Regions from separate parts of the Mus musculus genome. Here region 2 is linked to region 1. The links are chromatin contacts, called in public ChIA-PET maps. All regions are on one chromosome and are shown on one strand. Each heading gives the region's core, a stretch centred on a gene start, on an enhancer-like site or on the middle of the called end of the contact. The rest is flanking DNA. Distances are from core to core; before and after follow the strand shown. Region 1 has its middle 40 kb from the start of Gm52540. Region 2 overlaps Gm46781 (a long non-coding RNA gene).

Region 1 (7,510 bases), core at 3,656-6,155:
TCTAAGCCCCACAAAACCTGGATCTAGCTAGATCTACCTTTGGCAATTGAAAACAACCTAAATGTCCATCTCTCCCATAAACTTGAAGTAGGTAACTTGAGATACTTGGTGGAACACAGAGACTATGCAGAGAGCTGCGTGAATTTAGTCAGGGATGATGGGAACAGAGAGTCCAGACATGCTTGGGACACATGCATTTCCCTCCAAATATCTTCATCTGATGCTGGTTAGACCTATGGCTATGTAACCCATGGGTTTCAGAATGTTCTCGCCCAGAAGGCCGAGTGTAAATGGAAAACGAGATACCAAATTGATATACGGATTATGAGATGTTTAGCACAGCAGTGCAAATAAAGGCAAACGTGAGTTACTTAGATGGTCACAATCAGAGTAGTCGGCCGACGAATGATACATCACCAAAGACATACTAGGTCAGCATTAAGAAGGAAGCTGGAGGGAACATGCATGTTAAAAAGCCATGGTGGGGGGATGGGAAGATAGATCAGTGGATAAAACACTTGCCATGCAAGCAAGAGGACCTGAGTTCAGATCCTCAGCACCCACATAAACGTTGGGTGGGTATTAGCAGCCTGTCTGGAACTGGGAGGAGGATATGGGATTCCCTTAAGTAAGCTGGCTAGCTAGACTAGTGACACAGGTGTGACTAGTGATATCACTGTGACTAGTGGTATTGGTGTGACTAGTGATATCACTGTGACTAGTGATATTGGTGTGACTAGTGATATCACTGTGACTAGTGATATTGGTGTGACTAGTGATATCACTGTGACTAGTAATATTGGTGTGTTAGTGATATCGGTGTGATTAGTGATATCGGTGTGACTAGTGATATCGGTGTGATTAGTGATATTGGTGTGAATAGTGATATCAGTGTGACTAGTGATATTGGTGTGAATAGTGATATCAGTGTGACTAGTGATATCAGTGTAACTAGTGATATCAGTGTGATTAGTGATATCAGTGTGACTAGTGATATCAGTGTGACTAGTGATATCAGTGTGACTACTGATATTACTGTAATTAGTGATATCACTGTGACTAGTGATTTCCCTGTGACTAGTGATATCACTGTGAGTAGTGATATCAATCAGTGTGACTAGTGATATCAGTGTGCTCTGGATTTGATCGGGAGACTCCATCTCGATGGATAAGGTAGAGAGAGTGATTGAGGGAGACTCCTGGTGACACCATTAAGATGTACACACTCATGTACATGTGAATACAGTTATGCACATATATACCCACCATCATGCATACTACACACACATACAGATGCAAAAATTCACCAAAAATAAAACAAAAAATTACACAAACAAACAGCCTACATTGATACAGGAGATGGGTCACCATAAAAAAAAAAGCCAAAAAGTAGTAATTTTGTTGAAAAGTAGAGAAAGAGAACTCTTACATGTTGTCAGAGGAAATTTAAAATAATTCAGAAACATTGCTGTGCTAGTTTTGTGTCAATTTGACACAGCTAGAATTATCACAGAAAAAGGAGCTTCAGTTGAGGAAATGCCTCCATGAGATCCAGCTGTAAGGCATTTTCTCAATTAGTGATCAAGGGGGAAAGGCCCCTTGTGGGTGGGACCATCTCTGGGCTGGTAGTCTTGGTTCTATAAGAGAGCAGGCTGAGCAAGCCAGGGAAGCAAGCCAGTAAGAAACATCCCTCCATGGCCTCTGCATCAGCTCCTGCTTCCTGACCTGCTTGAGTTCCAGTCCTGACTTCCTTTGGTGATGAACAGCAATGTGGAAATATAAGCTGAATAAACCCTTTCCTCCCCAACTTGCTTCTTGGTCATGATGTTTGTGCAGGAATAGAAACCCTGACTAAGACAATTGCCAATTCTTTAACAATCAAATATAAAATGAACCTACTATGCTCTGTTCTACTCCAAGGATCCGAAAAGAACCAACCAAACCCAGGGACCAAAATGAATGGTCAGAGCAGCTCTGTTCATGGCAGCCCAGAAGGAAGTGGGTGAAGCACTGTGTGGTGTGTGTACAGTGTGGTGTGTGCACTGTGTGGTGTGTGCACAGTGTGGTGTGTGCACAGTGTGGTGTGTGCACCGTGGGGTGTGTGCACTGTGCGGTGTGTGCACCGTGGGGTGTGTGCACTGTTGGGGGGGTGCACTGTGGGGTGTGTGCACTGTGGGGTGTGTGCACCGTGGGGGGGTGTGCACCGTGGGGTGTGTGCACTATGGTGTATGTGTGTGATGTGTTGGAATATTCTTCAGTTAAAAAGCTGTGAAAGTCAGACATGCTCTGCAATGAGGATGAGTCAGAAAAATGCACAAAGCTAAGTGAAGGAAGCCAGGCAGAAGGGTCATGTCTGATGACTGCCTGGACCACACATTCAAACCAAGTCACTTCATAGGGACATAAACTAATTGACATTTCCATGGTATAGTGGTTTGAAAGAAAATGGTTCCAAAGGGAGTGCACTATTAGGAAATGTGACCTTGCTGGAGAAATATGTCACTGTGGGAGCAAGGCAAGTTTTGAGGTCTTATGTGCTCAAGTGATACCCAGTGTGGAGCTCTCGGCTCCTTCTCTAGCACCATATCTTCCTGCACTCTGCCATGCTTCCTGTCATCACTAATGGACTAAACCTCTGAAACTGTAAGGCAGCCCCATTTAAATATTTCCCTTTATAGGTATTGCTGTGGTCATAGTGTTTCTTCACAGCTGTGAAACCCTAAGACACAGAGAAAATTGACAATGGAGAAGAGTATATCATAAAGGAAGACGCTGCTGTTCACCAAATATTTGGTGGAGAAAAATGGAAGAACAGGCAAATAGTAGTGAGGCAAGGAAATCATTATTGTCCTTGTATGTGTGTAACAATTATAGAATAAATAGCAGAAGCTTTTATAAAACTTAGTACAGCTAAAAAAATCTAAAAGTTTGTGTGTGAGTGTGTGAGAGAGAGAGAGAAAGAGAGGAAGAGACAGAGAGAGGGAGGGAATGGTGGGTGCACATTTGGCAATCTTGAATGACTGGTTCTCTCCTTCCATCATGTGGGTCCCAGGCATCAAATTCAGGCCATCAGACATGGTGGCACCTTTACATGCTGAGCCATCTTGTTGGTCCCAAGCCTTTACCTTAAAAGAAAGGATTATTTATCTACTCCCAAGAAATACATAATTGTCGGGTTTATCTGGAAGTATCCGAGTGGCTGACTCTCAGAAGACTGCATCCACAAGGATGCAAGTTTGTAGCCAGCTTCAGCTACTTAGGAAGGCTCTGTCTCAAAATAAAATATTTGGAAAAGGATAGGAATGTGTCCCAGCGGTGCATGGTTTCCCTACTGCTTGTCAAGACCCTGGGTTCAAACCTTAGCAGCACAAAAAAATAAAATAAGATTAATTTAACCTCTTGAAAACTACAAGAAAATGGGAAATAATTCAGGGGAGACGTCCAGCTCGATGCATCATTTAGACAAGCATCGTAGCAAGAATAGAAAAATCATGGCTGTCTGCTGACTTGGTTTAGGCAAACAAGGAGATTTTGAATTCCCACTTTTGGGTATGACCATACCTGGAGGCAAGATTTCCTCAGGGCAGAGCTCGTCTTGATCTTGAGATGTGCAGAGTGGAGACACCATCTAGAAATGATGTAACAACAAGACTGACATCATCAGTCTCAGCCAAAGGGGGCCTAGCTAATCTTAATCTGCTTAATCGCTAATTTCCTGTCTTATTTCCGAAACAGTCTCATCACTATTAAAGTAAAGAATACTCTCATCTTTGCAGGTTAGGGTTTTGTAGTGTTTGAGGATTCTAGTATTTTGTGTTGTGTTTTATGCAATTTTCCATTTGGTAGCATAATTGCTTAAGATGCTATCATTTCACATAAAGCCAAGATAGGTTTCAAGCTTTCTGAACAGCCAGAATGTGGACATGATGTTCCACAAGCTCCAAAGACAGAGCTGGCCCAGCCGCCACCTCTTCACAGCATGATCCAGTCAGCCCCAGCAAACCTTTCCTCCTGCAAGTTGCTCCTGACAGGTTTTCTCTCACAAAGAAACAAAATAACTAATGCAGGCTCCAAGAAAAAGATGCACTGAAAAATTGTTCACCACAGTGACGAGAGTCCAGTATGCTAACAGCAGATGCACAGGCAGGCAGGCAGGAGTCCCCGGGAGGGACCCAGCTGTACACTGGGGTCCACACTGTCTGTTCCTGCAGCCCTTACCCACTTTGAAGGACAGTATTTGAGCACTTTTGGTGGGTCTATGACTCGTTGGTTCCTGTTTCAGTTCATCAGATCTCCTTCCTGTTGTTGTCAATTTGTTTGTTAACTCTCAATTGGCAGGTATATACCTTAGCTTAAAGTTGAAATATAAAATTTCAGTTTGTAGCTGACTGTGTCTACTGATGGAGAATAAATTCGAAATTCAGATTTAGCAAAGATTTGGCACTGCTGCCTAAAACTAAGTTACCATGAAGCTCTAAGACTGGCTATTGGAGTTGACTTGTCTCCTGTGGACCACAGTTCAGTGAAGACAAGCTCAGGGGAAGTCCCTCGGAGGCCAGGGTCCCATCTGACATCACTACTGACCTGTGGAAATGGTACTCTGACTGAACAAAGCACACTCTATGGACAAGACATGCCTTGAGCGGCCACATTTCTCTAGACTGTCAGAAAACATGGCATTTTCTAGTCTAGGGTAGTGATCTGCTGAGACTTACATCCTTTGAGTCTTGGGAGAGTCAACCAGAGGCTGGGGTGATAAGTCAGTTAGAAACTTGCCTCCCACATAAGCAGGAGAACCTCAGCTCCACCCACAAACCCACATAGCAAAGCCAGGCCTGCTGGTAGGAACTCAGTTGCTGACTTTGCAGTGTCAGTGCTGAGGAGGCCTTTGGAGCTTGCTCAGGAGCCAGCCTAACTCAATCCAGGCCAATGACCTAGACGTTGTTTCAAAAAGCAAACAAGCAGCTGGGGGCAGGCAAGGGGCGTGGTGGAGAAGAGCTTTGCCTGAGAAGCAACACTGGAGGCTGCCTTTCACATTCCCGGACACACAAGAATAAATGAAGGATTTGTGCCCTGACTTCCGAATCTTACTCAGAAGTTCCTAGGAACACCCAGTGAACCTCACTGTCCCACCCCACTGCTTCTCCTAGAAGCCCTGGCTCCAGGTTCCAGATTTCGTTTTAAAATAAATAAATGGGGCTGTTGTGGTGGCCCATACCTGCCGCCTCAGCAGTAGAGAGGCTGAGGCAGGAGGATAACAACCATGAGCTACCCACAGTAAAGCTCTTTAGGAAGGATAATGACATTCAACAGCAGCAGACCATCCAAACAGAGGCTATATGGGTACCACTCTTTATGCATTCACAGTGACTCTGGAATATTCATTAATCATCTGCCCTTACTTGGGGCTTAAAGAGCAACAGGACACGCTGAGACTGCCTTTGACATTTAACATCGCTAGGGAAATCAGACATCTAATTAAGGAGAAGCAGGGCGACGCACGCTGTTTCCCTCCACTTGTGACACACACAACTTTGCTCTAGCTCAGTGGAGGTGTTCTGTGTGGAAGCTTTGTGCGGATGTTCAAGTTGTGTGCTGCACCCCACCTAAAGGAGTGACATTCACATTATAAACTAACTTACAGAACACACAAACAGCAAGAAGATTTGAGACCTCCCAGAGGAGTTCTGGGTACCCCATGCCTGTGCATACAGCCATGCAAATAAGCTCAGGACCACATATTTTATGCACACATTCTGAGACACACAGTGGTCTTTTCGTCATCACTGCCTTGAGTCCACATCCTCACCAGACTCTAAACCCAACTTCATCCCCCAACTTCAGGAGAAGGGAAGCTAGGGGGTTAGCAGAGGCACAGACATTCTCTGCTTCTGTGGATGCCAGTCCATCAGTCCATCCTCCTGAGAAAGTCTTACTGCTCAACCCAGGTGAGATCCCTCCTCCCTTTACATCCTCAGCAGGCAGACAACCTAGGTAAGAATACCACTGTGCTCAGTGCCTCTCTCTCTCTCTCTCTCTCTCTCTCTCTCTCTCTCTCTCTCTCTCTCTCTCTCTCTCTCTGCCATTCAGTCTTGCCAGGGCTTTTAGGATAAAGACTCTGCCTTTCCTACTGGAAGAAGAAGCCCACAAAGCCACAGGTCATCTTTCACAATGTTCAGTAATCTCATGGCACACAGTAGGGACTCAGGATGTACCAGTCAAGAAAATGGAGGGTTATATAAGATCCCTCAGTGACTCTAAAACAGCCTGTTCAGAGGAAACGCTTGCTTCCTTCTGGAAATTTCCTGATCCCTGAACTGACATTTTCTCAGAGAAAACCTGTCTGTGAGTATAACAGATGTATTAGTGTCTCTCTTTTTCTTTAAGGTCTTCCTTTGAAGTTGTCTGGCCAAAAACAGCATCCACCTTCCAGGTCAGAATAGGACTTAGAAATAAATCCACAGGGTCTGACTTCTCTCCAAGGTGTCACAAGTTAGCAAGTAGAATATTGTTGCAAGTTGGTAAGTGTGAATCATCCTTAATTATTTAGGGCTCTATTTTTCTGTTGGTTGAATAGACACACAAGTAAAAGCTCATTGTGTAGTCTCCCAGACTCTGCAGGGACAGGAAATGAAACAAATAGAGGAATTTGGGCTTTTCAGCCCCAGACCTTCACATCGCTCCTAAAGCAAATTTAAGAAACATGGTATTCTTAAGCCATCCAAAATGCTGAACATGTTCTCAGAACTGAAATGGAGCCATTTTCAAAATTACAGACGAAAAATAGAGCCCTACTTTTTCATTAGGACTTGACAATAGCTGCTGCATTTAAAACCATCTTAAAGGGAGGCAGAGCGTTCCATTACTGCCAGAGAGACGAAGGGGGTAATGGGGTAGCACTCAGTACATCATCTGGCAACACTGTTGCTTATTTCAACGCTGCAGAGCCCAGCCTGGTGTGTGATGGTCAAGATAACTCAGGTCAAGTCTTGTTAGAGTTCGAAAGTCTTGAAGCTTCGGCTTGGTGTGGTGAGTCAGCCAGGTTGGAGTCTTGAGCTCAACAAGTACCATGAGTCACTGGAAATTATGTATCACACTCACAAGCACAAAACTTCTGAAATTCTGTTGTATCCCACCTACCTGTGACATTTTGATTCTCTATAGAGTGGGGAAAAAAACAGTATACATTGTAATTTGGTGTCTATTTTTCAGGTAATTGACTTAATAAGTTGAAATTAAATCATGTGCCACCCAGTTTGCATAAGAGATGGAATCACTGAGTAGAAACTTTCTGGAACATCGGGGAAGCTCATCCTGCTTGTTCTGAAAACTGGCTTTGTTCTTTTTCTTTTTCTTTATCTTTTTCTTTTTCTTTTTCTTTTTCTTTTTCTTTCTTTTTCTTTTTCTTTTCTTTTCTTTTCTGCCCCCTTCCTCCCCCCCCCCCCCGTACAGAACAAGCTGTTGGGAAACTTGTAGTTTTTCTCTGAAACACCTCTCAGTTACTCAAGAT
Region 2 (7,510 bases), core at 1,466-3,965, 85 kb before region 1:
CCACTGACCTTCTCATACAGTTCCTCATGTTGTGGTGACCGCTAACTATAAAATTGCCTCATTGCTACTCCATAACTGTAATTTTGCTATTGCTATGTATTGTAGTATAAATATCTGACACACAGGGTATCTGATTAGTGACCACCCTCAAAGAGGTCATGCCCCACAGGTTGGGAATCTGAAGCTCTAGCGGCTGCTTCAGCCACCTCAGGTTCCCAGGTCCCCATCACAGTGGTGATTATTAAATGTGTTGTTACTTAGTTTCCATGGGGCAGCATCTCTTACCTATTCCACACTCATGACCAGACGAGGATGTGTTATTGGGTAGATGCATGAATGGAAAGGTGGGTGGGTGGAAGGATGGATGGATGATAGAGGGGTATGTAAATGATGGATGGTTGGATGAGTAGATTATGGGATGGGTAGATGGATGGATGACTGGATAAGTGAGTGAATAACTGAATGGATACCTGGGTAAATGGATGGGTGAATGGATAAGTGGACTTTCCAGTCAAACAGTGGTTTGTCCTCTTACACATTCTCCTTCCCAATTGTATGTTGTCCCTTTTACCTGGAACTACCATTCTTTTCTTAATTCACATAGTCAAAGCCTACCCCCCCCCCACACACACACATGGTGGAACCCAAGGGCCACTTCCTCAAGGCCCTAAGCATTCTCTTCCAGCTAGAAGTTTTTCCATATCCCAAACTCTACCAACATCACATCTGTGATAGCTTCTTAGGTGAATCCTTACCTGACTTGTGTCGCAGTGGACTTAGATTGGTTCTAAGATCTTCAAAGGAGAGAGACACCCTTTTTATCGATACACTAATAAGTATGACCAGCTAATGATATGCCTGTGAGACCTCTACGTGGGACAGAAGCACCTTACCAAATATATCATTTCACAAATGAAGACAGGAAGCCCACAGTTGTAAAGTCATTTGCCCTAAACCAGCCAGCAAGGGTTCAGCAAGGAAGAGTATGGGTTCAGGCTTCATGGCTCATTTTCTTACTTTCAGAAAAGTAAGGTTGACTTTTGGTGGAGACCTTCCCCCATACTTCCAGGTGGAAAAGCCAGGAAGGCTACTCTCCTGGCTGTCTCCTCAGCCCAGCCTCCTGCCCAGGAGAATATCTCCCAACACACTATGCCAACTCTAAAAGCACAAAACCTTTGTCACAACTAACATAAACTCCCAATGGAATCTTCTTTCTGTGGGGAGTCCATACCGGGATGCAGCATGGCTTACTCTTCTGCTCCTGGTAAGATACCTGGCCAACATGGAGCAGCTGTGGACTTGTTCTCTGCTTACTTTGCCATTAAGTGTGGTCAAGTGACTCTACCTACCCACTGAATTTCCTCAGGGCAACACAAACCCCAGGCCTGGATAATTAAGTACACAGCATTAGCCGCAGGGCCAGGTATAGCATCAATGCTAATTGTAGTATTGTTGAGAAAAGGATTATCCTCCAAGGACTCTCTCTGGTCCTAGGGCATCTCAGTAGACACAGTCCCAAGGGGATGCTTCCTTCTCTCCATAGAGCAACACCAAAGCTTTGGAGGAGGTTATCTGAGGAGACAGGAGCCCTGTGGCTTGCTGGGAATACACAGATCAAGGTGGCAGGTCACGCACACATCACCACGCCCCATAGCCTCATGTATCCACCTCCACACCAGCCCCCTCACATCCACATCCGAGAAGAGAGAACACGAGAACTCGGGTGTGCACTCACCCCAGCCCACGTGCGCTGGGAACACAAGGGGCTATCAACCTGTTACCCTTGCCCCTGTTAGAAGCCCATGGGCAATGGGGGACTGCTCATGGATCTCCCACCTAGGTGAGCCTGCCAGGAGGGCCAAGTGTATTTGCATATAATTTGCATGTGTTGACACAACCCTTCCCATCTCTGCACAGAGCTTTCCCAAGCTAACCTGTTATTACTGCCTCTCTGAAGTTGGCGCCGCCGCTCGCCCACCCACTGCCAGTGAGTACTACGCATGGAGACGGTCTAGGAGCTGGCAGATCAGATCAGATCACTTCAGCAACTCGCACAGCCTCACAGCCTCAGTTTCTCCTCTGGACAATGCATACCAAGACAGCTCTGTACAAAAACTCCCGATGTAAAATGTCCAGAGTGAAGTATTGCTTGCATGGAGGGAGCTCTTGATTTGCAGCACAGGGCTCAGAACGGCCTCTGGGTGAAGAAGTCGGTTCCCTAGGCCTCAGTGACTAGTTGTCACAAACTCAAAACTACAGGACTCTTAGTTAAATTGATATTTCCTGGGAACAGTTGAGTAGTGTTTTAGGAAGAACTGCTTCTATACGACCTTCTTGTATCAAGACAATAGTCACTGTTTAATTGAAATTTAAAATTTAGCCGGGTGTCCTAGATTTTTATCTAAACGCCTTACCTGGGGCCGAGGCCAGGGGGCTCCTGTCATTACTAATATCCTGTTTTCTTACTGTTCTTACAAAGCTCTGGGGGACATGGTCTCTGTTTCCCAAATGTCCTGCTTCCTACTCTCGGATAGGAAGCAGGGGGGGCAGGAGGCTTCATGTGAGGTGAATTGAGAATTGTTGAGGGGGAGGGGAGGGAACACATGCTTCCTAATCTAGGTACAAAGCTAGTCTGTGCTCCCCTCTACTCTCTGTGAAGAGACTGGGCGGTTATCACTGTGAACGTGAGGCCCATGCTTCCTGTGGTGAAGAGCGCGAGTGTTTTCATCAACAGAACTGGTTTCTAGGGCCTCCTCACAGGATGTGAGGCCTGTGGCAGGTCACAGAGGAAGAGGCAAGCTGTGGCAGGGGCTACAGCTTGGGGCGGGAGGGCTGGTGGTGGAAGGGGGCTGCATGTGGGCCAGGCTGTGTCAGTCCAGGGGCTGGAGCAGGAATCCAGCCCCATGGTTATCTACAGAGAGCTCTCCGTCAGGCTGCATTCTGCTTTCCTTGATTCATATTCGGTATGATGCTAGACTTACTCCATTACAGTCTTTAAGTCTTTATCTAAGCTAGGCACCATGCAGGATGGGGCAGAGCTCAGCATCTGAGGTTAAGCCCCAGTTCTACTGGCTCCTCAGAGCCATGACTGAAGGAGCCAGGGATGGAAGTGTGGCTCAGTTGGTAGAGCGCTTGTCTAGCATGCATCAGGCCCTGGGTTTGTGATCTGCAGAGTGCATAGCACACCTGTCATCCCACCATCAGAAGGTGGCAGCAGGAAGATCAGACTGTCTAGGTCATTCTCAACTATGTAGCACGTTCCGGACCATCCTAGGCTACCTGAGAACCAGGAAAGACTAGAGAACGCCCGTCAAGCTTGCCTATGAGCCATGTGTGGTAACTAGGGAGAGCTCTGCATCTAAGGGCTTTGCCAGGACAAGCTTTTCACCCTGGGGAACAGGGACACTATTAGAAAACATGTGGCTCACCCAAGAGTGACAGTTTCCTTCGAGATTTGTGAAGAAGAGGAATTGTACGGTAAGACCAGAGGATAGATCATGGAGTGTATTGAGAGATAAAAATCCAAAACTTAAAACACAAGACTCCACATTCTTCCCATAAAGTAGCACTGGGCAGGCCCCACCCTTCGGGCAAGTTGCAAAGATGACGTAACACAAGGCATCACTTTTCCCTGCCCCCACCACCTTCATGAGACAGATCTTCCTTCTGGGAACATATGTTTCCACCATGTCTGCTTCCATGTGAATGGTTAAACCCTAAGCATCCACAGCAGCTGGGGCACTGAAGTAACCCCTTGGGCTCTCACAGGTTGCTAATGGCATGCTATGGTCAGACCTCCAACAGAGGCCAGGCACCTCGAAAAACCATTTTCCTCTTGGCTTCACCAAGATGTAACTGTGTACCTGTGGTTCAAGTATGGCTAGCCTAGAAGGGACCAGAGGATTTCATAACTAATGGAGACCTGTCCTTCGCATCTGTCCCTCATGAACAGTGTGCCCCGCCTATAGCATCCATCTAGCCCCCTTCTCCTAGGTCGAAGGTGCTTCAGAGGAGGACTGAAAGAAAGTGGCCAGGGAACTTGAGGTGTGTAGGGGCTAAAACACACTCAGGCCTATGAATCTACAGTGATATAGCTCACGGTCCTTGATGCAATCATCTGAATGCCAAGGGAGAATGGAGGTGACCACATCACACCTGAGTCAGTGTCCTGCTGGCGCACAACCAGATTTGCCCATTATCCAGAGAGGCTTCGTAGTCTAAGAAAAGGAGATTCTCCCCCAGGGCCTGGGAATGTAAAACTGGCCATGATCATCGGAATTTCTCCGTGCTCCCAATTTCTTCACTCTACAGAGGGAACTCTCATATGCCTCTGAGCACAGTGGGGCTATTTTTACGCTATTCTGATGAGTTCATCTGAGACCTAGCCTTGCATTGGCCAACCAGAAGGCATTTATTCACCGATGAAACCTGTGTGCTGGCCTCCATTGATGTAAGTCACGGCCATGGACGGTTCAGGCTCAGTCCCAGCTGTGGGAGAATATTCTAGATCACTGAAGAGAACACAAGGGTGGTTTGTCTCTTCAGACAGGACTACGGTAGATGGGTTACCGTGTTCTCATTGGTCTTGTGATGATGTTAATACACTGAGGCAGTTACCTCAGACCATGAATGGCTCCTGCCCATCCATTCTTACTTCTGCCTATTCTCAACCTGCCCACTGCCTCTGTCTTCTCCTTGGAAAACATGGCCCCATGCCAGGGGCCTCCTGCTCTGATGTAGTTCTTCAGAAGAGCAGACTTAACTCTTGAAACTGAATCAGGCTTTGAGGGGGGAGGGAGATAAAAATGACCTTGTCAGAGCCAGTACCCCTCTTCCTGAAGTATTAGAAATGTTCCCCAGGGCCTCTCTTTCTTATTCCAAGCCATGACCCAACATCCCCCCGGCCCCCGGCCCCAACCACACACTAATTTCAGCTTGTACAACCTTTCCTTTAAGAAAAACAAGGCATAACCATTGTAGTTCTCCCTTGGCCAATGGCCAGGCTGTGAAGGGCTAGAGCCAAGACACTAACGGATACACCCGGAGAGGCCAAGGGCAGAGGGCAGAAGAGTCTGGACAGACTTTTGTCGGAGGCCAGCCTGAAAGGCCTTGCGGAGAATCTGTGCTTAAGACCAACACCTCCAGTCTGAATAGCACGCACGCCAAGGCCCCTCAGAACCTCGTATGGAACATGCCTGTGACATTAATTAATGCCAGGCAAACTGCAAGAGCAGAGTTGGAAACCTAAAAATAGAGCTTTTGCCAACTGACTCATCTCTGACTGCACAGGATCCAGAGCTTCTCGCAGCTCCTTCTTTTCATGTGCGGTATATTATGCTCTCTCTCTCTCTCTCTCTCTTCCTCAGTTTCTCTCTTTTTCTCCCTCACTTCCTATCTCCCTTTCTCCCCCCTCTCCCTTTCCATAGTAGCCCCCTCTCTCTCCTCTTTCTCCCCATCTTTGTTACTCTCCTCTTCTTTGCGTTGGGAGGTCTCACTTCCGGAAGTGATGGTCCCACTCAGCTACCCTCCGACCCATAAACATGCTTAATAAGCAAGGAAGTCATTGCTTTTCCTGGCTCCCATGGTCCTAAATCCTGTCATTTGTACTTCATATTTTCCATGCGGATACCCCTGCCCGTTACATCACATACAACTCTATAGCTTCGTTTCCGATTACAGTCCCATCTATTTTAAACTTTGTTGATTTCTACAAGGAAGGAAGCCTATTTCATACAGATTAGCTGGACAGCTGGATCTGATTGCTCCTGATTACCCGGCTTGGGGCCACTAGGGAAAGAGGTTTCCCAAAGCCCCTTGGATGGAAGACCATTCCATATGGCCCCCAAAGTGTGGGTCACTGCTCACTCCAGGGAGGAAGGGCCGGCAGCCTTTGTCGGAAATCAACAGGTCAAGGCGAAGGCAGGCTCACACATTGCTCCACACCTCAGGGCTTGGAGACTGTGCTGGAAGATGGGGGGATGGGGGTGGGGCCCAGAAACCCCTGGATTCCAGAGCTCTTGTGTGCCCCTGAGTGGGGGGTTGTGTCAGAAACAACTGCGTGTGTTGGAAAGAGGCATCCATCATGCTTGGGAGACAAGAGACCAGGCATAAACATCAGAGCCCTTCCTTCACCTGGCCTTGCACCCCAGACCTCCAGGTGCATAAAGAAATCACAAAGTCCTCTCTCACCTTTCAGTGGTCAGTCCACAGGCAGGGGGGGGGGGCTGCCGCGCTCTCCTGAAAGCTGGTGGATCCGATGAGGCAGGAGCATTCTGCCTGCTCGTCCCATCTCTGCTCTCTCTTTGTGCCTCCTCTAGAGAAAACCCGAGTGCTGGAGATTTAAAAAAAGGATGGTGTGTGTGTGTGGAGGGTGGTGGGAGTCGGGGGTGCCGAGGCGGTGGGGGGTAGCAGAGGGACACGGGGTGGGAGTGGGGGTTAGTAAGCAGCCTGCCCTGGTGTGGGTTCGGGGTAATGGCCGACACAGGGGAGATGGCTTGCCTGCCGGAGCTCAGCACCACGGCAGCCTTGTGTGGGCGGCGGCAGCTCACGGCTGGGTTTCAAACCGTTACACTGAACATTTGCAAACAGATAAAAAAAAAAAAAAAAAAAAAAACAAACCCATTGGGCACAAATGGAAACTTCTGCTTTCCTTCTTTCCACAATCTTTCTCCTTCTCCTCTGCTTTAGGGTTTCCCTGGAGGAAGGTCAGGGTGGTTGCTGGCCCCTCAGACCTACCAGACCCCATCTCTTCCAACCATTCCAGCCCCACTGTGTATAGACAGGAGGCAATGTGCAAGATGTTCATCAAGCCTTCGGGTCCACTGGTTAAGCAACACTCTCTCCCCTAAGGTCTCTCTCAAAACCCAGACACTGGAAGCCATCCAACTGAAAGGGGTCTTGGATTTCCATATTGGAAGGTGTGTGGTTCTTCTTGGTTTCAAAACTACCTTAGAACAAGCCAGCGAGAAGCTGGATGAGAAATGCTGTCTTTGCAAGGTGACACTCTTTCCAAAGGACGTCCTGTGAACAGTGGGAAGAGGTAGTGTTGGAAATGAAATGGATTCCGTGTTCAAACAACTTTGAGAAAGGTCATGTGACATTGTGCCCAGGAGTAATCCTAGCTCTCAGCAGGTGAAGGCTCTGAAAAGTCCTGCAATAAAGAAGCTTGTTTTACTCTGTCTGGACATTTCCAGAACGTGTAAGACCTTAGATGAGAGGTCAAGGGCAAATGAGGCGCTCAGGGTTCACCAGTTTGATTAACTTGAGACGACATCTCTGTCACACACAAGAGCAAAACATGAATGACTAATTTCTAACAAAGCTTCTAACACATCCCATCTCCCTTCTAGGTGGGTTTGTTTCTACAACTCAGAGGCCACGGGAGGCAGAAAGGTGCTCTCAGGTATACTGCCACCTCCCAGGGTCTCCCTGTGACAAAGCTGGGGGACGTACTATCATAACCTGCCCTCCAAGAAGGCAGAAGCTCAGAACCCCAAAGCACAAATCCTAG

What was found. ChIA-PET counts read pairs in DNA pulled down with a chosen protein or histone mark.
Region 2: a contact with region 1 is called in an RNA polymerase II ChIA-PET map of memory CD8 T cells, with 102 read pairs. The contact joins two enhancer-like sites. A contact is called at or near these places in 1 of 15 datasets of contacts at CTCF or cohesin (CD8 T cells), 4 of 484 Hi-C or Micro-C datasets (CD4 T cells, CD8 T cells, cerebral cortex and 1 more) and 2 of 115 datasets of contacts at active chromatin or transcription factors (effector CD8 T cells and memory CD8 T cells).

The regions. Positions count from the first base shown.
Region 1 is chr2:174,514,651-174,522,160 of GRCm38.p6, reverse strand. No RefSeq gene overlaps it. Among named protein-coding and RNA genes, the nearest start is that of Gm52540, 40 kb to the right of the region's middle. Within about 2 kb of position 4,905, at least 34 of the 459 cell types and tissues checked have an H3K27ac peak or open chromatin away from gene starts, as enhancers often do. A contact at or near this core is called in CD8 T cells, effector CD8 T cells and memory CD8 T cells, where this site is marked.
Region 2 is chr2:174,597,681-174,605,190 of GRCm38.p6, reverse strand. It overlaps Gm46781 (a long non-coding RNA gene), which reads left to right. Exons shown (of 2, transcript XR_003953979.1): 2 at 1,918-2,379. It also overlaps a transcript of Zfp831 not described here. Among named protein-coding and RNA genes, the nearest start is that of Gm46781, 5.6 kb to the left of the region's middle. Within about 2 kb of position 2,715, at least 105 of the 459 cell types and tissues checked have an H3K27ac peak or open chromatin away from gene starts, as enhancers often do. A contact at or near this core is called in CD8 T cells, effector CD8 T cells and memory CD8 T cells, where this site is marked.